Regions from separate parts of the Mus musculus genome. Here regions 1, 2, 3, 4, 6 and 7 are each linked to region 5. The links are chromatin contacts, called in public Hi-C and HiChIP or PLAC-seq maps. All regions are on one chromosome and are shown on one strand. Each heading gives the region's core, a stretch centred on a gene start, on an enhancer-like site or on the middle of the called end of the contact. The rest is flanking DNA. Distances are from core to core; before and after follow the strand shown.

Region 1 (3,761 bases), core at 414-2,913, 380 kb after region 5:
CAACTTGCCTTTTCATAAGTGACTTCATATCTTCAAAGTACCCCATGTGGGATAACCTATTTAATCCACATCCTTCCGAAACAGGTGTGTGCACTCTCTCTTTCATACACACAGCACAAACATACATGACACAGCTATGTCCATGTTCTGATCACAAGAAGGAAGAATCTCATGAGCTCAGAAGCCCTCGAATTCCTGTAGAGTAGGTGCGCTTTGCCCTGTTTAGAGATTTAAAAAAAAATGCAGTAGGTCAGAGAAGTTAGTAACTGGCTCTTTGATGCTAAGCCCTGATATGCACTATCATATCACCAAAGGAAGGGCTGAGATAGGACTCATACCAAATATCTTGGTCCCAAGATGTGTTTAATTTGTGCTTCATCTTCTGAAGTTACAAGACTTAGCTCCTGCTGGGGTGTTTGCTCTCTACCTGCTGAAATTTCTTAGCCTATACCGAATATCCAATGTAAGTACAACCACTCTCAGGGCACACTCCTTTAGGTCTGCCTTCTTGCTTTTTTTGTGTGTGTGTTTAGTAGAGACTGGAAACATCTCTGAGACAAACTGCAATGAAGATTTTTGAGATGGAATAAACAGTCAGAATACATAACACTCTGAAGTGGCTGGCTACCTTCCCCTGAGATGGAGCAGATCTGTAGTGTTCTCTTAGCTCCAGGGAAGAGGAATGCTCGTTAGCCAGCATCCAGTGTCTGGAGCCTATACAACCACAGGGGCAAATAGGGAATTGTCTTCCTGCTCAGCTCTAGGTCTCCCAGCCTCCCCCCCCCCGCCCCCCGCCCCTCGCAGATAAAACTGTTGCACATGCAGCCTATGGTCTCTGGAGAGTCCCAGGAAAGGACCATGGAAAGGAACTTAGAAATTCCAGAGCAAACTCAACACATAAAGCTCAATGAACTGCCATGTTTAATGAAATTAACTGACTTAAAACAAAAACAGAGTCGAGGACCCCAGTGATCTCTAGATTTTAAAAAAGAAAGAAAACCTTTTGGAGAAAAGAGATTTAAAAAGAGCATAACAAAACATTTTTTTTTCACGTTCATCAAATAGTGTTTTGAAATATCCGGTTGTTGTGTGGGAGAGACCGGGAGAGGCTGGGGAGGACTGGGCCACTGTAATTTAATTGCTTGTAATCTAACTTCGCTTTTTGTCCCTATTTTTCTTCCTTTCTTTCTTTTCTTCTTCTTCTTCTTTTTTTGTATCAGTTAATCTGTTGGTTACATTTTCAGCTTTTCTTTGCTTCTGGTTTCATTTTCAGATGAAAAAAAAATGCTAGGCACACAGGGCTGCTGTCTGGTTGCCATGGTGACCACAGCCTATTATCCTGCCTTGTCATTCATCAAGAAAGAATTGCACTTGACAGAGGCAGAGGGAAATGCCTGCAGTCTGCAGCATAGGAAGGGGGGAAAAAAGCTTTTCTTGTCTTCTATATACGTAAAGGCCCTTTAATGCCCGTTTAGTTACATGTTTTATTTAGCATTATTTATTACTTGTAACGCTGATAATTGATACCTGTAAAAATACAACCCCTCCCTTCAATGTATTTAACGTGCAATTTGTCCATTTGCTTTGCTTTGCTTTTCCCATTTCAGACCCATAACTGGTGTTACACCCCCACTCCCTGCCACCACAAATACTGAGTCCATTCCAGGAATAGAAACCGCCGAAGGATTACATTCTCCACGGAGAACGATCTCTATGAAGGTAGCTAACCGAGCCAGCTTTTCCCCTTTTATAAGCAACAGTTCCTGTGTCTTGCTGCTCCTAAAACTGATGAGTGCTGTGTATGACCAATGAATAATTGAATCTAACTACTGATTAAATTATTTCTCCAGGTGTGCAATGTCTGTGAAATACGGTGCCAACAAAAGAATTCCAAACTGTGGCAGTCTTTTCATGAGATAATCACATATAAAATCAGGATTGTTTCTTTTACAAATGGGAGTCTACGACGAATCCATTGTTCTTCAAAGGCAGGAAAGGGCTCTTACTTATTATTGGGCTAGTCCTCATTACGGCCACCTGAATGAATCCAAAGTACTTCCAAAAATAAATGGTTTCATGACTTTTGTATGTTTAAACACCTAGGCTTTTGTTTATTTTTTCAAGTCTGATATTTTCCACCTCATTATTCACCTCTTAAAACGTCTGTATCCGGCTGGGCCATTTTAAACAAGTTTGCTGATGGCTTGCTTTGCCCTCCTGGAATTGTTTGGTTTCCTTGTTAAGGTGAAGAATGTTGTAAAAGGGGCAGTCTCCTAAGTTGTGACCTCAAAGGGTGGTGTCTGAATCTCTCCTCTTTTGTGTCTGATCAGGAAGAAGATGGACAATGTCTATACGCCATCTTCAGTTGGTAACGCTGTGGCAGTTAGCATAACCAGTGCTAGGCAAGATTCAACCGCACTGGCTGCGGTATGCGTGGCCAACCGGAGTGAGGACAAATCCCATTCCGTCTGAAGACTGTCTCCTGCCAGAGATCAAATGCAGCTCGCACATACATGACACCAAGCAGAAGCAAGTACTATTCCATTACAAATGAAGCAGAGAGAGCCAGAATTATTTGGTCAGCTTGGTATTCAAAATGGTTGAGATTCTGACCTTCCCACTCCTTCCTTAATTATCTTGATAATTTTGGCAAGAGGAGGTTTGTGGGGTGGAGAGGGATAATTCTGAAAGAATTAAATAATTATAGCAGTCAGGAAATCCATCCAGGGTTTTATAAATTCCTGCATAATAGTTCAAAATCTCTTGATTTTTCATCGTGTATAAGCTAAATTCATTAGCACATACCTTAGATCATCTGTTAGATGCCTAGCAGTGTAAAAACACAGGGCCTGTGAAGTGTTTTTTTTGGTTTTGTTTTGTTTTTAATCTTGACTTTTACAGAATAAAAACTACCACCACCAACAACAACAAGAGAACAGACATGTTGCATTTAAAATTGTACCTATTTCTTTCTGGCTCTCAGCTTTTCTTTTAATGCCGCAGTAATACCACTGTTCATTTCCTGTTCAACTTCAAACCTACCTTTTGATTCTTCCAATGTCCCTTAGGCTAATGTTTTCACAAAGAATGAAATGAACAGACAGAAACAATTAAGTGAGCAGATACAGTGAAAAGGAACACCGGCTGCCGCTTTCACACGACTGGAAGTGTAGGAATGAATTCTGCTTGGAATCTGATCCTCCAGCCACAGGGCTTTTGCTGCTCACATCATTTTTCTTCTGCAAACCCCCCTCAGCCCCCAGTGTACTGCACGCCACTTTTCCTTTATGGAAGGAAAAGATCGAGGCACACAAAGAAAGGCCCAAATACTCACAGGCACGGGAAATATTTTCTCTGCCTGTTACTAGGACCGGATAAGCTCCAAGAAAGAAAATCCACCTAGATATTTTAAACTGGGGAATGTCTCCCCAAAGCCTGGTAAATGTTCACATGTGTCTTCATGAAATTTGTAATATGGATTGTTTACACAGCCCTGATTGAGGGCATGAGCACCATTAAAAAGGATCAAGTCGGTTTAGGGATGGAAAATTGTAGAAACCAGAGCTGTTATCCACAAGGAGAAGTGTAGGTTTTGGTTTCTTTGAAACAATAATACGCAGGACTTGATATTAAAAGGTATTTCAACAGCCAAGAGTAAGCTGTTGGTGACCCTTCGAAGTTCTATAAGGAATCAACAAGGTGGTAAGTCACTCTCCTCAAACAGGTCTGAAGGCAAGTGTTGATGACATGGCTGGGGCTCT
Region 2 (4,071 bases), core at 281-2,780, 470 kb after region 5:
TCTGCTCACATTGGGCCCACTGGAAGGTAGCAGAAACTTACTTGTTCTTACATACTTTTGAATCAGTTTACTTCTCTTGGGTATGTTGTGATTATTTTTTTTCTTCACAGCTCCTAGCCCTCTGACCTTTAACCCACAGTCCTTGTCCCTGTATCTCTGATGACTTGGCAGTTACATGTTTCTTTGATTTGAGTATGAAAGTATTTTTTGTGATAGATGAGGCTGGGAACTTTGTTAGTAATGAGGCTGGGGCTACCACCCAACTCTATTCAGGGCAAAGTCTGTTACTGAAAGGAACAAATATTAGGGTAATTATTAGGAACCCCTACTCTTTCATATTTATGTAATAGCCTCCATTTTTTGCTAGCACTGTATTACAGTAGCCTCACTTATGTTGGTTGTGAAGTCTTTTGAAACAAGAAGCTCAGGACAGAACACATTAAAACCCACCCAACAAACTCCATCACTGTTAACTCCTGAGGAAACTGCTTTCTGTTGGGAAAGACCTTGCACACAGAGCATTTTCTGCTCTGCTGTTTTTCTTTCTTTTCTCCTTCCCTGATCTCCTGCCACCTTCCTAATATATTCAGGTCACACCAAGACCCTGAACAATGACTGCTTACAAAAAGCAGTTGGAAGCCTTGACTAGGAAGATAAGACAAGGCAGGAGACATGGAGTGAGAGCAGGGTAGGAGTAAGGCCAACTCAGGGGTCCTAGGAGCTGGATGTTAAAAGAAACCCAGAGATCCAGAAACAAGACAACAACAACAACAGAGTTTATGGGAACTCCATGTTAGGGAGGAAGTCAAGAATGTAGCCTGGTAGCTACAGTATCAACTCCAGGGCCCTGTGAGTGAGTGCTTGGGTCAGTTGGTTCTGAATTTCAGAGAAAATCTAGACTGCTATGTATGGATGCAGGGCCACCATTTGGTACAATTCTTAGGAGCATCTGTGTGTGTGTGTGTGTGTGTGTGTGTGTGTGTGTACATACTATTATGAAGTCTAGGTTCGTAATATTAGTAAGTTGATTTGAGCCTTTAAAATGTTAAAGATAAAAGACAGAGAGATTTCTGCTAGGAACTCTTGCTGGCTGCGGAACATGCTAAGTGAACAGTGTCGAAACATACACTAAGCTTTGTCCTCCTGGAGCGATGTCGTATTAGTGGCCATCAAAGCAGCGAGCTGACAGGCCTAACTTTCCCGTGGAGATGTTGTGAAAGGGGCGATTTGGGAAATGAGTGGGCTCGCTGGCCCCCATCAGTGTTCAATGTGCTACCCGGGAGCCAAAGCACCAGCCGTCGTAATTGCTGCATTTGTTTAGGGAGGTGCGTTCCCAGGCAGCGGAGCCTCATTTCAGCGCACATGCCTCTAATTTGATGTTTTTAAATTCAGCTCCAAGACTGTCGTCAGGCGCTTGTCCCCCTCTTTCCTTTAACACTGACCACCTTGTTCCCCTTTCTCCCATGAACAGAGGCAAGCAGTGTGTATTGAAAGCCAACAGCCTTTGTGTGGCTTGAGAAATCTGAGGCTGACATCTCCAGGCCCTTTTTGTCTCTCTCGCCTCTCTCGGGCCTGTGACCTGCCAACCGGGTTTGGCTCTCCCAGGCTTTCGTCATGTTGCATATCGATTGCTTTCCTTTCCTTTATTTGTAAGATGCTAAACGACAGACCCTGCTGCACAGTGACAGTGGCTTTGGGCTGTGAGTAGGTCAGCCAACATCCCTAGGTGCTCAGGTTCAGTGACACTTCGCTGGCTTAGCTGCTGTGACATCAGCAGCTCCTAAAGGACCCGATTGATTTCTTCCAGATTGCTGTTCTAAACTCTCAGATTCTTCTGGGATTTCACTCTGCCTTTTTGAATGTGTTCTCTCTCTCTCTCTCTCTCTCTCTCTCTCTCTCTCTCTCTCTCTCTCTCTCTCTCTCTCTCTCTCTGTCTTTCTCTCTGCTTCTTTCCTTTCTTAGACCTTGTGATCCTTAGGTACTGGGCTTACTAATTACCCCCAATGCTGGCACCTGACAGCAGGTGGTCACCATTCTGTTAATTATGTCCCGGGGCTTAGAGAGGCTCTTCTAATGACATCTAATCATCTACCTTCGACTATTGGGCTGAGAGCAGGTTGCAGGCACACTCTCTTTCCCTGAGCTCTTTGAATTTATTCTTACGGTCTAGCACCATGCCTGAGAGGTAGATGATAGACTTGCCGAGCACCAGGTTCCTTCTCTTGTGGCTGGGGAGTAATCATGGCCTAAATGCAGGGAACTGGATCGACACAGAGTTGATTTACTAGTCAAACAAGCCAGCTTCAGAAAGTGTAAGCCAGAGATCGGCAAAAGATTAAGACTCTAGTCCCCCTCAATCCACAGGGTCATTTAGCACAGATCTGCCACTTTCCACAGTCCAATGTAGAAAGTAGAAGGAGATGTGTTTAATTCTTCCACAGGGGAGTAAAGAAGACTGCTGTATAACGTGTGCAAGGCCTGGGCTGCCAGAAAAGTCAGTGTAAATCCTTGTAGTGCTCTTCCCATGAACGAATGGGCCTCTGCCTTTCATCCAGAAAACAGGGAAAATATCCCTTTTGAGCTTGTTTGAAGTGCAGCCAAGAGAATTAATTGTGCATTATTTCCAGAAGGTTTGGTATGCCATGGAGGCAGGTACTGTGTGCATATATGTGTACAGACAAAGGTAGATAGCTATAGCGATAAGCCTTCACTGACTGCTTCAAGACACGGACACTGAAAGAAATGAATTATGGGTAAGGGGAACTGTCAGGTAGGGAGTATTGGTCAATTTTCAGGAACTTTAAAGCAACTGTGATGGATGTGGAAAGAGAGATCGATGGAGAACTATCAATAGGGATTTCACTGTGAAGATGTCATTGCCACCGGCTCACTAGTCCCTCCAATGACCGCAATCTGAGCAAATTAAAAGGGGGAGCATTATTTCTCATGTAACAGTGGAAATAATAAATCAATCACATACTCTCACAACTGAGGAGATCAGTCTCGGAGGTCAGGGACAGATAATATTGTTCTGGGTGAATGTCAGAGGTGTCTTACCTGATCAACAATCATGATCATAGCTTTGGTGTGCCATTGCAGATGAGCCTAACAACACTCTTTACGATAGACAACCAGACCAAGTTCCCTTTCCATATGAGAGGTGATACTCAGAGTCAGACTGTATACAATGGCCTAGAAGCGTGCAGGTGTAATCCTGGCTTATTGTTCCGAGGGTAGATTGTGTCTGCCTGTCCTCATCCTTCAGGAAACCCTCTTTTTGTTGGTGCCCCACCCCCCCATGGCTTGATGCTTGCATGTCTGTTCTCCTCGGTAAAACTTTAGCCCTGAGTCAGCATATACTCCAGGGCTTTCTTGAGTGATATATGATGTGGCCCTGGCAGGTCTCCAGGCCTCTCCAACTGATGCCACCTAGAGCTTCTTGTCATTGCCCCCATCAAAAGGAAGCTCACAGACAGGGGGTGAGAAGAAAGAAGTAATCTGGGAGCTGCCTAAACAAATGTATACTGAAATTCCAGGCAGCTGTGCAGCCCACCCCAATTTAGGATAATTCAAACTTTCTTGCTGAGTTCACTGGTTATTTGTTGACCATCCAGCCTGGTGTCGTTGCAACAACGCTCCAGGGAGACTTTTAATTTGTATTTGATTTTTGCTAGATCTTCTTTTTTGTCTTTTTCTCCCCTGATTATTGCATTCTTTGCTCTCTCTCTCTCTCTCTCTCTCTCTCTCTCTCTCTCTCTCTCTCTCTCCCTCCCTCCCTCCCTCCCTCCCTCTCCCTTCCTCCCTGCCTCTCTCTCAAGTTGTTTGCAACCTTCTCAACCAATTAACTCTCATATTCTACTTCTAGTATACCTAGGAGCTTGGCTCTCATCAGAGTCAGGGTTGGTTGTTGAAGATGCTAGTAAAGATGCAGGTGCAGCCCAATTTGTGACCAATCCATCTCTTTGTTTTGGCTTTAGACCTAGGGGAAAACAAACAGTTCCTTGGGTCCTCTCTCTGTCACTGCCCATGTGATTTTTCCCCCCCTGGCTACTTGGGGGCTGAGCAGGGTAG
Region 3 (4,195 bases), core at 1,047-3,546, 440 kb after region 5:
CAAATCAGTTTTAAGTCTGCAGTACTCCGACTGTGGGTTCCCACGGCTGCCTTGGTGCAATATTGACACCTGCCATGTAGGCCTTTTGTCTTAGAGACTTTGGGTTTTTACACATGCACATTTGTAATGCCTTTGGTTGGGTTGAGTTGGGTTGAGTTGGGTTGAGTTGAACTCTTTGGTAATAATTCAGAGCTTGGCTCCTGGGGTGTTAGCACAGGTTTGCATGCATTATGCAGAATTTCCTGCTAAATGCAGTGGGCTTCTTGTAAATGAATCGTTTATTTCAATCCATGCTTGTTTGACATAAATGTCACTTTTATGCTGAATAAGTCTACCATTCTTCTGTGTTTGCTCCAGTAATGCTGATCTTTGAGATGTCACCCCAGACAGGCTCTGACAATGGAGCGCCAAGTGGCCATCTTGAAATAGCAAAGCTTTGCTCTAGCATCCTGCTACTAAATCCAATATTTATCGAGATGGAGTTCAATGATCCGAACGTTGAACAGTTTTCATCAGTGCCAAGATGTCATGGTGTGGGAAGAAACGAAACCAGAAATAACACAATAGTATCCCATTATTTTTACTGTACTTAATAATTCCAACCAAATGGGATCAGATCAATTTGTGGATAGAACACAACGTATCAAGTAAAAGAAATTGCCCATTTTCCTGTTGAAATAATATGGAAGTATGACTCAGCCTAGGGAAGTAAGCAGGAGATACATAGGAAGGGTCAAGATGAAAGGATTTTTTTTTCTTCCCTCTTCTTGGTGGGTCTGGACAGAATTAACTGGTTGTTTCCAGTCACAAGAAAGTACAAAACTACTCTTCCTCACAGCAGAGGGCTGTCGCTGTGGGAGCTTCAGCTAGGCTAGCACTGTGGCTCTGGAAGGAGAGTATTCAAGGAGGAAGATCTAATCACGAGGGGCTTACAAGCTTGACTCTACCCTCCATGCTCCCCAGTCTGGAGCTTGTTCAGAATAGAGTCTCTACCCAGTGGGCATGTTCTTTTATTCCTTCTAGATCACAGCCTTGTCCTAAGACTTAGAAATTCAGATAGAACACCTCTACCACTCCCTCCGCCCACTATGACTCTATCACTCCCTCCGCCCATTATGACTGGGTTCTGGCTTATTTTGTCCCAGAAAAGTACTTATTTGGGTATTTTTTAAGATAAAGGCCCACACACGCTGTACTGTCCCCATGAAGACACTCTTATAAAACCTAGTCAGATTTGGGATAGTCCCTCAAAGTTCTTGAGTCACTTAAGGATCCTAAGATATTTCTCTGTCTGTCCATCTTGCTTAGAGTTTGCCTTCATAATTCCCTCTCTAATCAGATTATCAGCATCCAACCAGAGTTCAAGGTTATCCATATTCTGGCCAATTTAGGGGAAAAGCAAAGCCTCGCCTTACTCCCAGGCTCTACATCCTTCATCGCTTGTCTACTAAATGACCTGTAGCGTGGACTTCACTTCGTGAACAGTCTGAATCATGTAAAACTACACAGTCTTGGGTTTTATTTGTAATATAGCAAAACAGGGGACTCGGTGAAGCTTTTAATATAAACAGTGCTGGAAATTTTTCAACAGAATGACCATGTTCACTGTGTCCTCCCTAGAGACATTGTGAGATTGACTTGATACGTATTGGAGAAGTTGGAGGCAGCAAGCACAGGCTCTAACATACATATGTCTGGAGTGTCTACTTCATAAAATGAGAGTTCAGTGAAAGACACGGCATAAAAAACACATAACCTAAGAGGAGATGCACATGCAAGCATAATTTCCTATTGGTATGCAATGTACTTCATACATGCACAGAGTGCCTAGTGGATACAGAAGGCAATGAGATTTTCCGCAGGATTGCATTGGCAAGGACTCACTATACATTTAATATACATATGTGTAATACTATGCATGCTGTTTATATATACTCTGTGCTGAGTACTCTGGAGAAAGAGCCTATAAATCCTGGGAGCCGTCTTGGTATTTTTTAGTGTGGTTTCCAAGGCTGCATGATTAATCTTCAGCAAAGCTACAGTTTAGCACCTGTTGAGCGATATTAGAGGAAATCATCTGTGTTGCAAGTGGAGAATATGTTAGAGAGGCTGGACTCAAACGGATCCAGGTTTAGCTCTCTTTCTCCTTCTGTTTTAGCAGACAAATAATCTGTTGCAACTTTGCCGCTTCTCTTCCATGGCTTGGCTCTGTTCCCATGCACCATTTTGTTCTAGGGGATGCCTAAACGGATTCTTCAGTGTTAGCCAAAACAAATGAGGAGCTTGGCTCTCGGTCTGGTCCCAGCAGCTGCTGTGATTGGAGTTCTCTGCACCTAAGACAGTGGGGCAGCTTTCCCCTTGACAGATGAACACATTTTCATTACTAGGGAAACAGGAAGCATGGCGTACTGGGCGAGAGAGAGGCGGGGGAGGCAGATTTGGGAAATGGCTTTGTTCTTTCTTATACCCATTATGGTTACCATTCAGCTGAAATGTCCGACGGGAGGTTGGAGAGTCCAAGTGGGATACCCACCTTTCAAGTTCCTTATCCCTTCAGACTGCAGTTGTAAGCTCAGGCAGCCTCAGGCAGAGCAATCCTTTGCAGATCTGTTCTAGCAGGCCGTTTCTCCTCATGCATGCAGCAAAGGTCATGGAGAGGTCCGGAAGTCTAGGGGGAACCACCATACAAAATAAAGGCAAAGAAACATTTGGTGGTTTCCATTTCTTGGCCATACAATAAAGCGAAACTGGAAAGTGGGTGTTCTGAGGGCCCTCCCACCCAGAGACGTTCCTCCTGATTTGGCTATTACAACTAACTCAACCACAGGGGTTGTAGACATAGGTTCTTCAGGAAACAGGATGTATCTCCAGTGTGCCTCCTCATGGTAATTTTTTTCTTCGAGATTCTATAGTCACAATAGTCTTTACTCAAACTGGTAGCCTGGAAGGCATTCTTTAATCCCCAGGTGTTGGGAGTGCCTAGATAAATGTGGGTGTCAGTCACCATTGTGGGGAATTCCAAGGGCTGAAGAAACTTGGGGGAAGGAGAAACAGAGAAAATAATAAGAAAACACATATACCTAAAGTGCATAGCTTCAAAGGAAACGATAAAGTTAAATGTAAGTATTGAGGGGTGTCCTCAAAGATGAGGGGAGTCGGGAGTTCTCACGGGTATATGACTTTTGGACCCTCATTTCCAATTATCTCTATGATGACAACCTTTTGTCTACCATATAAACTTCAAAAAAAAAAAAGCAGGATTGCCAGCCAATGAGGAAAACATATCCTATCATGCATTATTTCTAAGAAATGTGTCATTAGGCATTTTTATTATATAACCAAACCAGGCTTAGAACTAAGATGGCTATGGTATCACTAGACCATGTCATCTTATGGGACCACCATCATACCTGTGGACAATTCAAACAGAAGAATCTTGCAGTGTATGGCTATACTGAATAACTACCGTTTGCCAGACACTACGATAGGTTACTATATATGAGGACATTTGTGTAACAGCAAGCACAGTGTGCTTGGAAGGTTTCTTTATGTACACAAAGAAAGCAGAGACTTAGTCATCCCATGATGATATGGTTCAGAAACAAAGGAAGATTTTTTAATACAATTCTTAGAAAATTCAACCGGCTTTGGAGTTTGAAAGACTGCTTTACCTCTTCCCCTGCCCTTTGTATCCTACATTTATTTTTGGTAGTAATAACTCACGGGTCTCTGTGAAGAATCCGTCTAGGCATCCCCTAGAACAAAATGGTGCATGGGTACAGAGCCAAGCCATGCAAGAGAAGCGGCAAAGTTGCAACAGATTATTTGTCTGCTAAAACAGAAGGAGAAAGAGAGCTAAACCTGGATCCATTTGAGTCCAGCCTCCCTCTTTCCTGCCTCGCCTAAACAATGCCTCTGACATCTCTACATAAGACTCCAATCCAGGCCTCTAACAAGTAATGAGAGTTTGTACACAGAATGGATCCTGTGCCTTTACCAATGGGCCAAGTACAGAGGAGTGGAGCGAGTTCTGCTCTGTTATGATGTGTCTTGCATTGATTATCTTTGCTTATATCTCCATTATGTTAACTAATGGCTCCTGGAGAACTTACTGGGGCAGTCTATGTTTTGCATCCTGTGACTTCAGACACAATGTTTACTCTCTGGAGTGAGCTTGCTCACTTACACATCTTTA
Region 4 (4,242 bases), core at 548-3,047, 310 kb after region 5:
GCAATTCTGAGATGCTTACTGTGGAACCATTGCTTGCATGCAGTAGACTCTTACTTCTGAGCCTTTGTATAATTCTGTCCTATAGTATGGGAAAATACTTTCCCAGCTCTCTTCCCATACTGTCAAAGAGGCATGGACGAGCTGGTAAGGAGGAGTTTACAGCAATGGCTACTACCATCAGGCTACTGACCCAGAGGGCAACGGAAGAGAAGCACAGAATCTGTGTGTGTGAGTCCGTGGTTTGTAGATCACTAGGGTAACAAAGAAAAGGGAATTAGCTTCTGCCAAGGTAATATATATAATCAAACACTGCATGTCACTTTCCAGGGCAGATTATCTCAGTAACAGAAAGGATGAGAAAGGCACAACTCACTACCTCCTTTCTCATTCCCCGTCTTTGCTTTCTCTGGATAAATATCATATGCTTAGTAGTCTGCCACTAACTGCAGTGTGGAGCACATAAGAGCTGCCATGGCTCTTCTCAGCCGTTTTCCATCCGTCACTGATATCCCACTGTTCTGGGCTAATGCGAAATGCAATAACGTTTAGCATCAGAACATATCTGAGTCAAGAGGTTAAGGGAAAACACATCTCCCATTGTGTTCCAGCAGCTCCGATACTGTTCATGGCAAAACACCATGGAGACAAATAGATCTCTCTCTATTCAGGAAGCTCTGAGTGCACAGAAAATGTATGTGACATCCTTACAGCATGAGAGCCTTCTCTGTACGGTGCATTAAAGGCAGGGGTGGCACAGGGGAGAAGTTCACCTAACGTGGTGTCTGATAAGGCTTGGCCATTGTCTACAGGGAGGATTCTGTCTTCTGTATTTTCTCTGGATTGCTTTAATAAACGTGTGCGGTTCTAGCAGGGGAAAGAGATGCAACCTTTACAGATATAACTGGGGGAAAAAGAGGATTCTGAACAAACAAGGTAAAAAGCTCTATGTGGTATTTTTCTTAATTACAACCCCAAAAGGTATTAGATACACACTGACTCTTTTCTTTACATTCCATAGGAGTGCATCTTGCTTCTCTCTGCTGTCTGCTTTAGGCATGAGGGACACAAAATCTATATATTTGAGGAAGGCAGACAGACAAAAAAAAGAAAAGAAAAAAAGCAATAAATTATGATTTTGCTGAGATTTGTCAGTTCAAGATTACTGGGAAGTGACTCTAATCTACATGATGCCAGAAATATCATATGACAACATATTTTGTGCCTTTACAGTTTGTTCATTTGCCAGTAGGTCCTGGGGTAATGGATCTTAGTCAAGATCACTTCTTGTTCCCATGGGACTTTCAAAGGGGTTCTGTTTTATTGTTTATGTCTTATGATAAAAGAAAGTTAAGATATTCATATTTCTTAGGACCTAAAGAATTTGTCCAGTGGTAAATCTATCTGCAGTTTTAACTGCCAATTTTAGATTTAGGAAACAGTTCTCAAATTTATGGTGGTGCATACGGTCTTTGAGTTTAGCTATTGCTGTTGTCACCCTGAGTTAACCGTCCTGCTGGCTTTGCTGAAAGTGGGGCCAGAAGAGTGTGGCTGGAGATTCGGCTTTCCCTTTGAACTGGCAACTTACAGAGACAAACCACACCAGGCCAACCCACTGCCATACCACACTAAACATTGATTCCTTTCCATCAAGGGCTGCCCGACCACATGTATAAAAAGTTCATCTAGTCCGGGAATTCTAGAATGTCTTATTGTTTGATGAATAAGGCCCCAAGTGTTCTGTGGTTGCCACTTGTAAATTGGAATAAAATGTATAGAATTCAGATCATAACTGGAATTCCAGACTGGAGCAGCTCATGTTCTATGATGAGGCTGAACCACTGCAGCGATAGGATACTTCCATCCAGTGTGGACATGCCTCATGGAGACATGATGGTGTTCGCAGTTATGTGTTCTCTAAACTCTAAGTGGCTGGGAGTCTTAACTTATTTGTTCATTATTATGCAATTAGGTGCTGCTGATATGGCAAAACCTATATGAAAACCACAATAAATCAAGCAAGATCAAAGGATTTCAGAGATGATGAGATATCTCGGTTTTGCACAAATCAAACAGCCTGAGACTAATCTCCTGATGGTATAGTGGAAAGACAGAGCTGTGACTCCTGGTAGGGTTCTCCTGATAGGCTCTGTCTTTTAGTCTCTGTCTCTGATCCCCCACTCTGTGTTTGTGTTTGTGTCTTTCTATGCCACTCTTTTTCTGTTGCTCTCTCACACAACACATATACATAACCACACATAAAATAATAACATTTTAATTTAAGGAAAGCATATCCCTGAACACTAGACAGAAAGGTTAAAAAAAATTCCTGGAAATAAACTTTTTATCGTCTGCCATGCCTAAAATACAAAGATTTCGGGTAATCATTTTACTAGAATGTCCCTATATGAGGTGTACGGGTGACAACCTGTGCTGGTTGGTTTTGTGTCAACTTAACTCAAGCTAGAATCATCTGAGAGGAGGGAGCCTCAACTGAGAAAATGCTTCTATAAGATTAGGCTGTATACAAGCCTTGTGGGTCATTTTCTTAATTGGTGATACTTGGAGCAGTGACCAGTCTATTATGAGGTGTTCTATCACTGAGCTGGTGGTCCTCAGTTTTATAAAAGAGCAAGCTGAACAAGCCAATAAGCAGCGTCCCTCTGTGGCCGCTACACCAGTTCCTGCCTCCAGCTTCCAGCACTGTTTGAGATCCTGTCCTGACTTCCTTCAATGATAGACTGTGATGTGGAAGTGTAAGTCAAATAAACTCTTTTCACCCCAACTTGTGTTTGATCACAATGTTTCATCACAGCAATGATAACCCTAACTAGGACACTACCTATTAAAATAAAGAAATTATTCTTATTAAAGCTAAAACTGTTCTGAACACAGTTTAACGTTTCTTAAGGCTTGTAAGTAATTCTGAACTTTGTGCATTCTGAGGTCAGCATTATAAAGCTAAATTTATCCCGGAGAGTTGTTTGACATGTAAAAGCGCCAATTTCAGACCTCAGCTTGGCAGAGCACTGTCTCCGTTCAACTTTACCATTTATGTTCTATGGTTCCAGTTGGAAATGCACATGGGTATGATTTTGATGTCTTCTAACAGGCACATGCCAAACGTCATGCTACAAGTGGAACATTACTCTTAACCAATCGACCAACATAGTTCTCAACACAGCAGACACAGTGTCCTGTGACCGTGCATGGTTCTAAGTTTAGCGGGCTCTGTATGTCCTTGCCGGCTCTTCTTTCTTATGTTGTTCTGTGCCTCAGAGGCTCCTTCGTGTACAGTCCCAGCAGTGCCTTTACCCTATTGCTTCTCAATATGCTTAGCCGCAGAAGTCACCAGTAAGAAGTTGGAGGGAAAGTAGAGAATGGAGTTAGGGTTCAGAATTCCTCTGATGGCCTTCTGGAACCAGAAGATGGAACTGGACCTCACTGATGGTGGCCAACCCTGATAGCTCCGGCTTTGGTTCCTCGATGTCTCTTTGTTCCTTTCCTACTCTCTCAGGCACACGGTGCAAGGATTTTCTGCCCTTCACGGTCCTCTGGGTTTCTCTCATCTTTACCCAATTTTTGTAAAGTAATCTTTATGTTAAGATATTCAGATAGGGGAAACTGAGGGAAGTCTGCTTTCCTCCAAACTCTAGTTCACTCTAGGCCAACATAGGCAGGTTAACAGAAGCGCTGCATTTCCAAGTACCGCCACTTTTCATCCCGTAGGAGACAGGGGTGTGGGAGATGATCATGATTGTCTTTCACAAAAACCCTTGTGGGTAGAAAGGGCAGAGACCATATCTGTTGCCTCCCGTTTCATTCCGAGAAAACCCGGCAAAGGGCGAACTCACTGCCCATGGAGAGTTGTATAGAGTTCCCACCAAATCCTCAAATCTGTAATATGCTGAAATGGAATGCAAAGCTTTGCTGTGGATGCAGATTGTGGAAGTCAAGGACCATACTTTTCTCCCATAGCAATTCTAACATAAAGTAATCTCTTTCACTGCTGACACCGGAAGTTCTAACTCAATAAAAATATATTTTCTTCCAGGGCTACCTTGGTTGGTGTTCAGCAAATGGGAATAATGTTTCATAATGTTTGGATCTGTTTTTTTTTTCTTTCTTAATTTATCTTTTGGGTCATTAGGTTATTCCCTACTCCTTGTTAGCTTTTCCTCTGTACACACGTGCCTGTACACATGTGCCTGCAGATATGTTTAGTTTGTATGTGGCTCTTACTGT
Region 5 (3,800 bases), core at 544-3,043:
CCACTCTTCCGTCGGGCATCTCATTTCCTGCAACGTTGACATTTGTCTCCACACTGCAGGCTGGGCAGCTGCCCTTCTTGTGGTTTTGCCTTCCATCTTGAGGCACTGTGCCTGACCTGTTTGCTCACCAGCTCAATAACTTAGCTTCATCCCAGTGGATGAGATTTGACCAATACATTCGTATGCCAGTGCATCTGAGAACCACTAATGGGCAGAAACCAGATTTTGATTTTTATCCTGTTTTGTGAGCCACTCTAGCTTATGCGTGAGCTTATTCTCCCCGAATCATGCTATAGTTCAGCAATCATTGATGACCCTGGGTTATATAGCCAACAGTTTGGAAGATCCCAATCCTGCTTTCAGTAGTCTTCCAGCCTAGTATCTCTTGACTGTAAAACATCCAGTGATAGATAATCCAGCCAGCGTGGGCTGCCCCTTGTCGCAACGAAATCACTTCTAGGTAGTTATTTCACATCCAAATGAGCATCTTTTCTTTTCTTCCCCCATCTTAAATCATTCTACCTGCCTCATTAACTCCCGTTCAGCCCCCAAATACCCAAGCAAAGCCCTTCCATTTATTTAGACAGTCTCTGATTGCATTTCTTCCCCCTGACTGGAGTGATGACTCTTACTTGAGACAAATATGGAACTCCTTACTACACTCGATGGCAGTTGTTTTTTCCTGTGCACACCCCACTAGTCTGCAGCATTCTGAGCTCAGTAATTATAATTTGCATATGAAGTGTGCCCCTTGTCAAGGATCACATGTGAAGGGCTCTATTCTCAACGCGACAGTCAACAGTCGAGCGAAGGGAAGATGACTGGTTCCTGAGGACTCGGAACTAATCTGTAGATCAGTCCATTCACAAGCTCATAATATGATGGGAGTTGGTAGAGATAGGAGGGAAGGCCACACTGGAGGAAGTAGCCTCTAATGATGTATTAGGAGATGTATTTTGTCTTTATTAAGTCCCTTCCCATCTCCTATCTGTCCCAAGGAGGGCCACTTTGCTCTTTGCCCTCATGTTCTGCCTCACCAAACACTGGACTGGAACCAACAGATACCAATGACAGTGGACAGAAAGATACAAATCTGTGGGCCAAAATAAACCCTTCCTCTCTTATGTCATTTCCTCAGGCATGTGTCATGGTGCTGCAGATGTGCCTGACACTCCCACACCCTTCCATCCTTCACCTAGAACTCTCAGCAGTGGAAGTCCCTACAACAGTGCTGTACCGTGTTGCTTCTCAAGCCGAATGCATTCAGCAGTATTGACGTCCTTGATACTATTTGGTTTTGAAGACAAAATCAATTCTGTTAGGAGGGATGATCTGGAAAGTGTCCCCAAGTGGCATGTTCTCATCTGACATCATCACACGAAGATTTTATCAGGCAGAGAGATGAAGAGGTCATTTCTAGCAGTGGAATTAACACAAGCCACTTGGGCACCAGGGCGGGGTCTGGAGTGGATTAAGAGCTGAGGGAGCTGTACTAAATAAATGATAGGCCATGGAGCTCAGATCGTGGGTTGGAAACTTGCCACTGGCTATCTCTGCAGGATTGCTTGGATTCAGCAACTATGGAGTCCATCACCGTCGTCGTCGTCCTAGACGCTGTTTACAAGAGAAATCGTGTCCTATTGTAGACTGTCTTCTATGAGGACAGGAATATTCTGAGACGTTGCAGATTTTTTTTGTCTCCCGGCTCTGCCACTGGAGGTCACTGTTGTACCATCGAAATGAGTGAGAAGCCCCGCCTGATACCCTTTTGAAGTTGGCTTCCGCCAGGAGTGAATACAATACCCTCTGGGTAGCTAGGAAGTCCCGAGGTGCAGGCTTCTCCCTGGCTTCGTGGAAAAGTGGCCTGGTGACCTGCAAAAAATGACTTCGGAAGAGCGATGTCCGTCTGGAGAGGGACTGCGGGTGGGAGAGCGGTGCTGGGAGGGAGACGTCTGTATCGCATTAGTCTGCGTCTGGCGGGGAGGGGCTGGAGGCCCTGGCGGGTCAAGGCAACTGCTCCCTGCTGCTTTCTGGCGCGAATGTGGAATCTGGTAGTGATTAGAGAAGGTTATTGTCTTGGGAGTGCAGGGAGATCGGTAGTAATACTGCTTTGAGCGTTTCTGACCCCATCTTAGAAGGCCTCTCCCACGACTCTCCTGCTGGGCTCTGATTTTAGAGCCACTAAGCAAAGAAAGACAAGGAAAACTGAGGCCTATTCCTTAAGCCTATCCACTCCCCGGGGCTTACAGGGGACACTCCAGGAGGAGCACAGATGAGAACACACATCCCTAGACAGAAAACCCCAAGTAAGCCTCTATTTTTCTTAGCCCTCCTTCCTGTGGAGTGAATATCATTTGGTCCATTTGTTATGAGAAGAAACAGAGACTTGGAACTGACATTTGAACCCGAGTCTTTTGAAATATAAAGAGAATGGATGGTAAAATAACTACTTGTGGTTACTGGCTAAGAATTCTGCCCTTGAAAATTTGGAGAAAGAGCTCCTCCCTGTGCAGCTTCGACAATAACCCACTTCAAGGCGAGCTGAAGCCAGGGTACCTTTTGGCGGCACCTTTTTCTTCTTCTTTTTCTTCTCTCCTTCACTTTCTCCCCATCTCTTCCCCTGGGTTTCACTGCATACCTCAGGTTGACCCTATCCCTTCTCTTCTCCCCACGTGCTGGGATCTGACGGTCGGGCTACTCCTAGATCAGAGTGGCTCTCTAATAAGTCATAATCTGTTTATAGCCATTCATAAAAGCAGAGTGCTTCTGTGCACATTAGCTAATTTGGCTCTTATAATAACTGTCTTATCCCCATTGCCGTAGACAAAGAATCTGAGACGCTGAGGAATTAATTTGCCGAAGGTGCTACAGTCAATGATGAAATTCAACCTCGGATCTTTTTGCTCTAAATACAGCACCCACTGCCCATCACCCATTGCCCGATACCAGTTAGTCTCCAGGTAAATATTGGGTGATGGAGTGATGCTGTGTATAATCTAGCTAGCAATAAACTGATCTTAAGTTTAGGTAGCATTTTATCTCCGAAGATGGTGCTCCAACCCAGGAAGATTACACTGGAGACCCTGCCTCAAGGGGACGGAAGACTTCTGAAAGTTGTCCTCTGACTTCCGCATGAGCGCTGAGGTGCATGAACACACACGCGTGCGCACACAAACACACACACACACACACACACACGCATACAGACACACACAGACACACATATGTGTGTGCACACACACAACTCATGCACGCATGCAAGAATGCACGCAGTATACCCATAACCACACATACACGCAGGCATGTGCACATATGCATGCGTATACATTTATTGTGTGTGGATGAGTGCTCCCATGCCATGACTGGCATGTAAGGGTCAGAGGGCAGCTTGTAACTGGACTCAAATAAATTTCTAAAACTTTTTAAAAGGGTGAAGATTACAATTTATCTATCTATGTATCTATCTATGTATCTATCTATGTATCTATCTATGTATCTGTCTATGTATCTATCTATGTATCTATCTATGTATCTATCTATGTATCTATGTATCTATGTATCTATGTATCTATGTATCTATGTATCTATCTATCTATCTATCTATCTATCTATCTATCTATCTATCTATCTATCTATCTTGCAGTTCACACAGCTCTGGGGTGATTAATACATCTTCTTCCTGTTCCAGAGGTACCAGATTTAGAAAATAAGAACCCAGAACTCCTAAAATTAGATTTCTTATGGGGTTATTGAGACATGTATGCTAACAAGCCAACTGTTTATCGGAAATGTAAATGTAT
Region 6 (4,116 bases), core at 1,374-3,873, 400 kb after region 5:
TATCATGTATTTATTTATTTATTTATTTATTTATTTATTTATTTATTTATTTATTTATTTATTTATTTATTTATTTGAGGCATAGTCTTTACTACATGTCTCTTGCTGGCCTAGAACTTACTATGTAGGTTAAGCTGACCTCAAACTCAAAATGATCTGCCTACTTCTGCCTCCTGAGTTTTGGATTAAGGACTTTGCCACAACACCAGAGTTACTCAAGTTCTTAAGCCTTAATGTGTCACCAAACACTTGCTTGAGAGGTCATCAAGTCATAGAACATGCAGTTTTTAGAAAGTACTCAATTCATATTAACATGCTGCCTCAGTAGGAAATTAAGATTGCTGCCTCAGTAGGAAAATGTAGGCAGAGAAAGGCTTGACACCATGGTACCAAATGTCACATAGAAACATTGTTGATGGTGTTTAACTTCTTAAGATATTTTTAAAAAATAAATTTTGGATATTAGCCTTCTGTCAGATGTAGGGTTGGTGAAGATCTTTTCCACATCTGTAGGCTGTTGTTTTGTTCTAGTTACAGTGTCCTTTGCTTTATAGGAGGCTTGCAGTTTCATGAGGCCCTGTTTGTCAATTGTTGATCTTAGAGCCTGAGCCATTGGTGTTCTGTTTGAGAAATTGTCTCCTGTACCAATGTATGCCAGGCTATTTACAACTTTCTCTTCTATGAAATTTAGTATATCTAGTTTTATGTTGAGGTCCTTGATCCCCTTGGATTTGAGTTTTGTGTGGGGGTTTTAAATATGCATTCTTCTACATGTAGACATCCAGTTAGACTAGCACCATTCATTGAAGATGTTTTCTTTTTTCTATTGAATGGTTTTGATCTCTTTATTTAAAAATCAAGTGTTAATAGGGTGTGGTTTTATACCTGGGTCTTTGATTCAATTCCATTTATCAACGTGTCTGTTTCTATATCAAAACTATGCCATTTTTATCACTATTGTTCTGTAGTACAACTTGAGGTCAGGGATGGAGATTGCTCCTGAATTTCTTTTATTGTTCAGGATTGTTTTGGTTCTCCTGGATTTTTTATTTTTCCATATGAAGTTGAGAATTGTTCTTTCAGTGTCTATATGCAGAGATGAGGGATGGACAGAAACTGATGGAATGGCCAACCAATAGCTATCCCAACTTGAGACCCATTTTATGGGCAACCACAATTCCCTGACACTATTAATGATTCTCTGTTATACTTGCAGACAAGAGTCTAGCATGGCTGTCCTCTGAGAGGCTCCACTCAGCAGCTGACTCAGACTGATGCAGAAACCCACAGCCAAACTCTGGATGGAGTTTGGGGACTCTTATGGAAGAACAGGTTAAAGGATTGCAGCCTTTAAGGGGATAGGAACACCACAGGAAGACCAACAGAATCAACAAACCTGGACCCTTGGGACTCTCAGAGACTGAACCACTAACCAAAGGACATACATGGTCTGGACCTAGGTCTCTCTGCACATATGTAGGAGGTGTGCAGCTTGCTCTTCATGTGAGTCCTGAATAAGTGGAGCAGGGGCTATCCTAAAAGCTGTTGCCTGTATATGGGTATAGTCTTCTAGCTGGGTAGCCTTGTCTGGCCTCAGTTGGAGATGATGCACCTAGCTTCACAGAGACCTGAAGTGGCATGGTGGGGAGGATACTGAGGGGGAGCCCACCCACTCAGAGAAGTTGGGGAGGGGCAATAGGGGCAAGGATTGTGGGAGGCAGTGACCAGGAGGGGGCCAGTGGGCAGGATGTAAAGTGAATACACAAAACAAACAAATAAAATGTTGTTGATGGAAACGTGAATAAATACAACCATTACAGAAAAAGAGTATGTAGAGGCCTCAAAAATTCAAGAGTTCTCCCATATGATTCAGCAATATCACTATGCAAAAGATATCCAAATTTAAATTAGGATACCCAAAGGATACGTATCCTGCAAGATTTTCTTGCTGTACTCTCCACAATAGCCAAGACTCAGAGCAGACCTGAGTGTTTAGTTAGCTGATGAAAGGACATGAGAGATATACTGCAAACACACAGGGACTGCTATTCAGACTTCACAAAAGAAGAAACCACAGTGCCATTGACTGTACGGATGAGTCTGGAGAACATGACACTAAAGGAAACAGGCCACACACAGAATGACAAATGCTGTATAAATCTCACTTCTATGCGAACTATAGAAAACTTGAGCTCCTGGAAGTCAAGTAGAATAGTGGTTACTAGGGACTTGGGAAGGGGAATGAAAACCTTATTTCTTTCTATTTGTCCCAGACTCCTTTCTTTATGACTAATGATCTTTAAACATATATGAAACCAACCACTGGGGTTTTTGCCCTGTGCTTTCAGTTCCCCTAATGTTGATTCTTTTTTCCTTTTCCTTATTTTCTTTTCTTTAAAATGAACCCTTGTGTTTCATGTTCTTTACCCTTGAAAAATGCTACCAAAGGTTGTGATGAGTCACAGCAGCTTGGCTTAAGAACTATCAACATAAAATATCCAAATATAATCCAGTCCCACATGATGCTCACCCATGAATTATTCATACAATCTGATGAGGACATTGAGAGCATTTGTAGTCAGATAGCTTGTCTCCAAATGATGAAGCACACATCTGAAATGGATCACGATGCTCTCACTTGCAGATGGGGAACCAGGGCCCAGGAAAGCACAGGAACTGAGCAGCACTAAGTAAGCAATGAGGAATGTAACATCAAATATCTCTACTGGGGACTCAAAACTGAGCAATAAATCTCCACCCACCCCTTTCTCTCTCTATTTCCTGGAGGATGCTTGAGTTTATTTTTAAGAATTGTGTACAGGTGGAAGGAAAACACACACTCGTGAGGACTTTGACTAACCCAGATGCTAACTGTGCTCAAATTCAACTGCTAGAATCCTAACAGAAGTCAAAGTGGCTAAGGCCAGTGTCTACCCTCTGCTTCTTAACTTGGCACGCATGACCCTTTGTGACCCAGTCCCACCCAACTTTGCCAGCATTGGCTGACCCGCTAACTCTCTAATGAAAACTGAAACCTTAGGTACCATTCTTACTAAACTCTCTCCAACCAGGTATCTTTACCATTGACTCCAACATAAGCTCTCAAGTCTGGGACAAATAGAGAGAGATACGGTTTTAACTCCCCTTCCCAAGTCCCAGTTGCTGTGAGGTAAAAGACTGCAACTTCCCGTAAGTACCTGCAAGGTAGTGGCAGTACTGACTCAGAGTAACAAGAAAAGCTTCCAATAACCAGAGTTTACTTGTACAATGGCTATTTGAAAAAACACAGAGTCTCACATGTCTTGAAGTGTTGGGGTGGATGTAGGCATGCCATGAGGTGCTATTTGAGAATTTGATGAGTCTCAGAGTCTCAGAGATCTTAGGATATCATCTGTACACAACTCAGTTCCCATCTTTCTTTGGGTCATCACAGGATTATCAACCACAGGACTTCCTCTCCTGCCATAGTATGAACGTTTGTGGCCATCCCAAAATGAGCAGGCTGGCACTGGAACTCTAACATGATAATTCTCATAAGTCAGGAGTAAGTAGGTCATAAAAGCTCTACCTACCTTCGTGAGGGAGGCTTGAGAGCTTATAAGAAGTTTGGAGGGAACTGGCTAGACCCTCTTTATCACTTCTTCCCTCTCCTGGACTGTGATCAAAGTGCCGTCTAAGAAGCCGTGGCCAGACCCTCACCAGATAACAAAGTACTCTCTTGGACTTCTCAGCCCCTAGAAGTAGAAACAGGAATTTTTGTGCTTTAGCATTCATTCTGGCTCACAGGTATCATTCTAGCATCCCAAAGGAATCCCCTCAAGACTAATGAATCCAGCCTATCCTGCTCCAGAGTCACACTCACTTGGGAACTCTTAGCCCTATTCTGGAGTCTTGTATTTGGTTGCTCTTGTGTTTGTTTCCGTTTTCTAGTCAAGACTAGGAATTAGATACCAGTTTCTTCATTCTTCGCCTTGAACTGTATCAGACAAAGAGAAAATGAAAGTTTCCAGCCTCTCCCTGTTGAAAGGTCATTGTAGGACACTAACATTCTTAGAAAAAAAAATTGTGCAGATTCCCAAATGCTGGTGACAATTCCACATTTTGAAAGTGTTTAAT
Region 7 (3,940 bases), core at 989-3,488, 500 kb after region 5:
AGGTCTATGCAAATGTCCTGGGGTAGAAACTGAATTAACAACACAAGCTGGTAAAAGAAAAACATATAATAAGAAAGCTGGCTATGACACCAAACTTTGTTCTCAGCAATGTTCTCTAGCTCCATGGGGTCTAACTCCCTCTTCCACCTAGAGATTTTGATCAGAGAAGATACTGAGGACCAGAAATCCCAGCAGCACTCCCCTGAAGGGGACAACATCGTTGGGTGCATTGTGTCAGATGAGACAGGCATGGCATAGGCTGCAACCAAACAGCACCCCATGATTAAGTAGATGAATACTGAGATGCTTTGGAAAATGCTTTGTTCGTTAATTTTGAACAATCAAGTGGGAGGGGCTGCCGGAGGGAGAGCTCAGCTGCTGCTTGTGTCGAGGACCTGTGTTCAGTTCCCAGTGTCCATTCCGGGCAGCTCACTACTGTTTCTGTTTGCCACTCAAGCTTCAGAGGATAGAACACACTCTTCTATCCTTTGAGGGCACCCCCACACAAGTGTGCATAAACACAGGCATGTACGCACAGGCACAAATCCAAAAATAAAGTAAATGTTCAAAAATGAAATGGCTGCTTTTAAGATGTAAGTATGTAGCAGCATATTTTTGCATTCTAGTCAGAGTAGTAGTAGGGTTTGCAAGAAACCTATAGCCTTCCAAGATAGCACCAAGTCAGAAAACACTAGGTCAGCTGCTTTGATAAGCTAACATCTCCTATATATGTGCATGTGTACGTGTACGTGTACGTGCAAGGTAACTCTTACATCAGCTCAACGACAGAGATAGTGTTCTACCCACATATCCATTGAGGACAATGCAGCTCAGTTCCTAACCACAAACACAGACCAGTAGATGATAGAATCCTGTTCGCATCATCCATGAACCCCAAAGTCAGACCTGCTCGGAGCTTTCCCATTGTGCCCAGCAGTGTGTGGTATTTGTGTATGACTTCTTTGATTCTTAGGCTTAGTGGGATTTCATTTTCCCATGCTGTGGCACCTGGCTAAAGATGTCCATTTTACCTTCTTACCTCTGAACTTAGTGTCAAAAGAACTAAATCCAAAGCCAGGCATGGTTGTACAGGCCTGTAATCTTGGCACTGAGAGACTGAAGCAAGTTCAAGTTCAAGATCAGCTTATGTTATGCTGAGAGACTATTTCAGAAAGAGAAAGGGGGAGGATAAGGGGAAGAGGAGAAAGGGAAGAAAGGAAAGAAGGAAAGGAGGGAGGAAGGGGTGGAAGGGAAGGGAAGGGAAGGAGGGAGGAAGGGGTGGAAGGGAAGGGAAGGGGGAGGAAGGGGTGGAAGGGAAGGGAAGGAGGGAGGAAGGGGTGGAAGGGAAGGGAAGGGAACTGGGTTCAAGCTTGATAACTACCCTCTTAGTTGTGATGTGACTCTTGACATTTAAGTTAAACCCTAGTTTCACTTTGGTCACTTTAAACTCCAGAGAGCCATATATCTCAGTCAGGATTTTCTAGAGGACCAGAACCCATAGGTGAGACAGCAGTTGCTTCATACCTGAGAGGCTAAGAACCTTGGGGCTTGGTGCCTCAACAGTTGGAGCAGTCCCACGGTGCTTGTGTTACTTGGAGAAGCCAACATCTTGGAAGTTGCTTAGTCTACAAGACTGGGTGCCTCAGGAATCTAAATAGAGTGCCCAAAACCTCAGGGGTTCCTGGAGAGCCACTGGTCTTCAGCCCATGATAAAAACAGGAGTCTACATCTTCAGCAACAAGGGGAATGAGGAAAAACCAAGTGAGCAAACAGCCAAGAGTCTTCCCTGAATGGAGCTCCCCAAATCAATGAAGGCGATCAGGACAGTTCTTCAGCTGAAGCTTCCTACTCCGGAAATCCTACTTTGGGGCAAGTTGACATTAAATCCAACCATCACAGGGCTTGTGCGGTGGCTCAGTTGTTAAGAGTATTGAATTCTCTTTCAGAGGCCCTGAGTTCAATTCCCAGCCCTCACACGGCAGCTCACAGAGATTATTAACTCCAGTCCCAGGGAATACTATGCCTCCTTCTGACCTCCTCAAGCACCAGACACATACATGGTGTGCAGACAGACATACAGACAAACTATCTCTACACATAACATAAGTTAATTTTAACAACAGAGCAGTCAACAAGATCAGGCCTTGGAAGTCTTTTCACCCTAATATAATACAGGGCGGATACTCAGTAAATGTTGCGTGAGTGTATTTGTGGCTAACTTATGACTTTGTCTGACTAATGATCATATAACTGCTGAATGCTTCCTGGATTAGTTAGATGTGGCTACTAGAGAGGATCCCACCCACTCCCTGGCCATGCTGTTTCCAGGAAAGGCAGCCCATTTGGTTAAAAGTTCATAGATATGAGTAAGGCTGAACACACAGGTAACCATCAATAAAACTCCTGCTGAGAAAGTGTTTGCAGGCACAGCCTCTAAACTCATAGTTCTGGAAAGAAAATCTTCAGACTCTCCAGAACATTCTGGAAAGGAGCCTAGTGAATTAGGCTTTCTGAAGTATAATGTCTATTTTCTTTTCCCAAGAGGACTTTATTTTCCTAATAAAAGAACATGGGGTTGGCAGGGAATCTATAGGTGGATGGGCCCATTTCCTAAACTTTCCATGATAGAGTGTCACAGAGTAAGCAACTTCAAGCAGAAGAGGTTTGCTACCCGAATTTTATGGCAGCTGAGACCTGTAATCAAGACGTTAGCAGGACCCTGCTTTCTCCAAAGCTCAAGGGTGAACCTACCTAGACTCTTAAAAGCACACCTTGCGATCTGTTCAAAGCAGTGGAGTTCCCAAAGGATACATCACTTTCTGGGGTTGGCTGGCACTCTTGTCTTTCCTTGGTTAACAGGTACATCACTCTGTGTCATCAAATGACTGGCTGTCTTTTCCATAGATATCTCTGTCTCTCATCTCTTTTTGAAGGGCATTGATCATATTGGATATTATTTCCATCCTTCTCCAGTATGTCTTTATGTTAACTAATACATCTGCAATCATCATATTCTACATATGATATTATATAAATAAATCCAGAGCCTAGTACTAGGTATAACCATCATCTCTCTCTGTCTCCTGTCTCTCTCTCTGTCTTTATCTGTGTGTGTGTGTGTGTGTGTGTGTGTGTGTGTGTGTGTGTGTGTGTGTGTGTGTGTGTGAAACTCAGTCCATAACAATGGGTTATGGACTTCTCCATGACTTGAAAGAACCAGGAAAAAGGTTTAAGCCTGTATCTCACATCCTAGTGCCAATGGGACTTCAAGAGAATTAGAAATAGCTCCTCTTTCTCCTCTAGAGAGAAGTGTTCTAAAAGCCTGGGGATGTAACATGCCTACATGGTATGCAGGAAGGTATGGATTCAATCTCCAGTACCACATAAAACAAATTTTGCTCGGGGCTACCAATTCAGTTATCTTAGAACTGTGGACTGTGTAGCTTTTGGAGCCGAGGGAAATGACCCCTCTCTGTTTTGATTTTAATCACCAGATCTTAATTCCAATCCTCATATTGAGTGCACCTCAGGACCAATCATACATCTTCCATTAGCTTAAATCATTTGAATTCTCATTTTTATAAATAGAAATATGTCAAATGTTGGCAATTTCACATGATTTGATCCATGCATTTCATAGATGTGGCTGAAAAGATTTATACTCACCTTTAATTCTTCAAGGTGGTCTCAGGATTTCAAAATTTCTACTACCCAATTCCCGTCCTCAGTTACGACTGATACAGGATACATCCGACTGACCAGATTCACCCTACCATGCCAGTACATACCCCATGTGTTTAGACTCAAGAAAAAAAGACTTGAGAGCCTGGGTTCAAATTATTTAATCTCTCTATTAGTTAGTAGGCATTTGAGTAATTAGTCTCCTTTTATATCAAAACCCTCATTTGTTAATTAGTAACAAAACACAGGATTATTTTAA

What was found. HiChIP or PLAC-seq counts read pairs in DNA pulled down with a chosen protein or histone mark. Hi-C and Micro-C count contacts between places; a contact is called where the count stands out from the background.
Region 1: an H3K4me3 HiChIP or PLAC-seq map of craniofacial prominence shows a contact between it and region 5, with 7 times the contacts expected there. The contact joins two enhancer-like sites. A contact is called at or near these places in 4 of 484 Hi-C or Micro-C datasets (embryonic stem cells, growing oocytes, pancreatic cancer cells and 1 more) and 11 of 115 datasets of contacts at active chromatin or transcription factors (craniofacial prominence, embryonic basal ganglia, embryonic brain and 8 more).
Region 2: an H3K4me3 HiChIP or PLAC-seq map of embryonic basal ganglia shows a contact between it and region 5, with 5 times the contacts expected there. The contact joins two enhancer-like sites. A contact is called at or near these places in 1 of 15 datasets of contacts at CTCF or cohesin (the NIH/3T3 cell line), 3 of 484 Hi-C or Micro-C datasets (the HL-1 cell line, colorectal tumor organoids and neural progenitor cells), 10 of 115 datasets of contacts at active chromatin or transcription factors (the NIH/3T3 cell line, astrocytes, craniofacial prominence and 7 more) and 3 of 9 other capture datasets (embryonic stem cells, embryonic tail and embryonic trunk).
Region 3: a Hi-C map of forebrain shows a contact between it and region 5, with 4 times the contacts expected there. The contact joins two enhancer-like sites. A contact is called at or near these places in 1 of 484 Hi-C or Micro-C datasets (forebrain) and 6 of 115 datasets of contacts at active chromatin or transcription factors (the NIH/3T3 cell line, bone marrow-derived macrophages, craniofacial prominence and 3 more).
Region 4: a contact with region 5 is called in a CTCF HiChIP or PLAC-seq map of the NIH/3T3 cell line, with 7 read pairs. The contact joins two enhancer-like sites. A contact is called at or near these places in 13 of 39 promoter capture datasets (the 3T3-L1 cell line, the C10 cell line, cranial neural crest and 9 more), 1 of 15 datasets of contacts at CTCF or cohesin (the NIH/3T3 cell line), 2 of 484 Hi-C or Micro-C datasets (the HL-1 cell line and nephron progenitors), 12 of 115 datasets of contacts at active chromatin or transcription factors (the NIH/3T3 cell line, bone marrow-derived macrophages, differentiating embryonic stem cells and 9 more) and 1 of 9 other capture datasets (liver).
Region 6: a contact with region 5 is called in an H3K27ac HiChIP or PLAC-seq map of SST interneurons, with 4 times the contacts expected there. The contact joins two enhancer-like sites. A contact is called at or near these places in 2 of 484 Hi-C or Micro-C datasets (embryonic stem cells and uterus), 6 of 115 datasets of contacts at active chromatin or transcription factors (SST interneurons, craniofacial prominence, embryonic basal ganglia and 3 more) and 2 of 9 other capture datasets (embryonic stem cells and embryonic trunk).
Region 7: a contact with region 5 is called in a FOXA1 HiChIP or PLAC-seq map of pancreatic cancer cells. The contact joins two enhancer-like sites. A contact is called at or near these places in 16 of 484 Hi-C or Micro-C datasets (the C2C12 cell line, the HL-1 cell line, astrocytes and 11 more), 22 of 115 datasets of contacts at active chromatin or transcription factors (the NIH/3T3 cell line, astrocytes, craniofacial prominence and 14 more) and 3 of 9 other capture datasets (embryonic stem cells, embryonic tail and embryonic trunk).

What each region holds. Positions count from the first base shown.
Region 1 is chr9:41,610,953-41,614,713 of GRCm38.p6, forward strand. It overlaps a transcript of Mir100hg not described here. Among named protein-coding and RNA genes, the nearest start is that of Mir125b-1, 31 kb to the left of the region's middle. Within about 2 kb of position 1,664, at least 126 of the 459 cell types and tissues checked have an H3K27ac peak or open chromatin away from gene starts, as enhancers often do. A contact at or near this core is called in craniofacial prominence, embryonic basal ganglia, embryonic brain and 5 more, where this site is marked.
Region 2 is chr9:41,696,696-41,700,766 of GRCm38.p6, forward strand. All of the region lies in intron 2 of Gm35835 (a long non-coding RNA gene), which reads right to left. Among named protein-coding and RNA genes, the nearest start is that of Gm35835, 39 kb to the right of the region's middle. Within about 2 kb of position 1,531, at least 53 of the 459 cell types and tissues checked have an H3K27ac peak or open chromatin away from gene starts, as enhancers often do. A contact at or near this core is called in astrocytes, embryonic basal ganglia, embryonic forebrain and 2 more, where this site is marked.
Region 3 is chr9:41,663,270-41,667,464 of GRCm38.p6, forward strand. Gm35835 (a long non-coding RNA gene) reads right to left here. Exons shown (of 5, transcript XR_379295.4): 4 at 2,534-2,668. Among named protein-coding and RNA genes, the nearest start is that of Gm35835, 72 kb to the right of the region's middle. Within about 2 kb of position 2,297, at least 28 of the 459 cell types and tissues checked have an H3K27ac peak or open chromatin away from gene starts, as enhancers often do. A contact at or near this core is called in forebrain, where this site is marked.
Region 4 is chr9:41,541,039-41,545,280 of GRCm38.p6, forward strand. All of the region lies in intron 4 of Mir100hg (Mir100 Mirlet7a-2 Mir125b-1 cluster host gene), which reads left to right. Among named protein-coding and RNA genes, the nearest start is that of Mirlet7a-2, 6.4 kb to the left of the region's middle. Within about 2 kb of position 1,798, at least 18 of the 459 cell types and tissues checked have an H3K27ac peak or open chromatin away from gene starts, as enhancers often do. A contact at or near this core is called in the NIH/3T3 cell line, embryonic fibroblasts and pancreatic cancer cells, where this site is marked.
Region 5 is chr9:41,227,163-41,230,962 of GRCm38.p6, forward strand. No RefSeq gene overlaps it. Among named protein-coding and RNA genes, the nearest start is that of 1700063D05Rik, 23 kb to the left of the region's middle. RefSeq lists an enhancer at 740-3,383. Within about 2 kb of position 1,794, at least 216 of the 459 cell types and tissues checked have an H3K27ac peak or open chromatin away from gene starts, as enhancers often do. A contact at or near this core is called in the NIH/3T3 cell line, SST interneurons, astrocytes and 10 more, where this site is marked.
Region 6 is chr9:41,629,443-41,633,558 of GRCm38.p6, forward strand. No RefSeq gene overlaps it. Among named protein-coding and RNA genes, the nearest start is that of Mir125b-1, 50 kb to the left of the region's middle. Within about 2 kb of position 2,624, at least 19 of the 459 cell types and tissues checked have an H3K27ac peak or open chromatin away from gene starts, as enhancers often do. A contact at or near this core is called in SST interneurons, where this site is marked.
Region 7 is chr9:41,727,098-41,731,037 of GRCm38.p6, forward strand. The region is part of intron 2 of Gm35835 (a long non-coding RNA gene); the gene reads right to left. Among named protein-coding and RNA genes, the nearest start is that of Gm35835, 8.4 kb to the right of the region's middle. Within about 2 kb of position 2,239, at least 10 of the 459 cell types and tissues checked have an H3K27ac peak or open chromatin away from gene starts, as enhancers often do. A contact at or near this core is called in embryonic fibroblasts and pancreatic cancer cells, where this site is marked.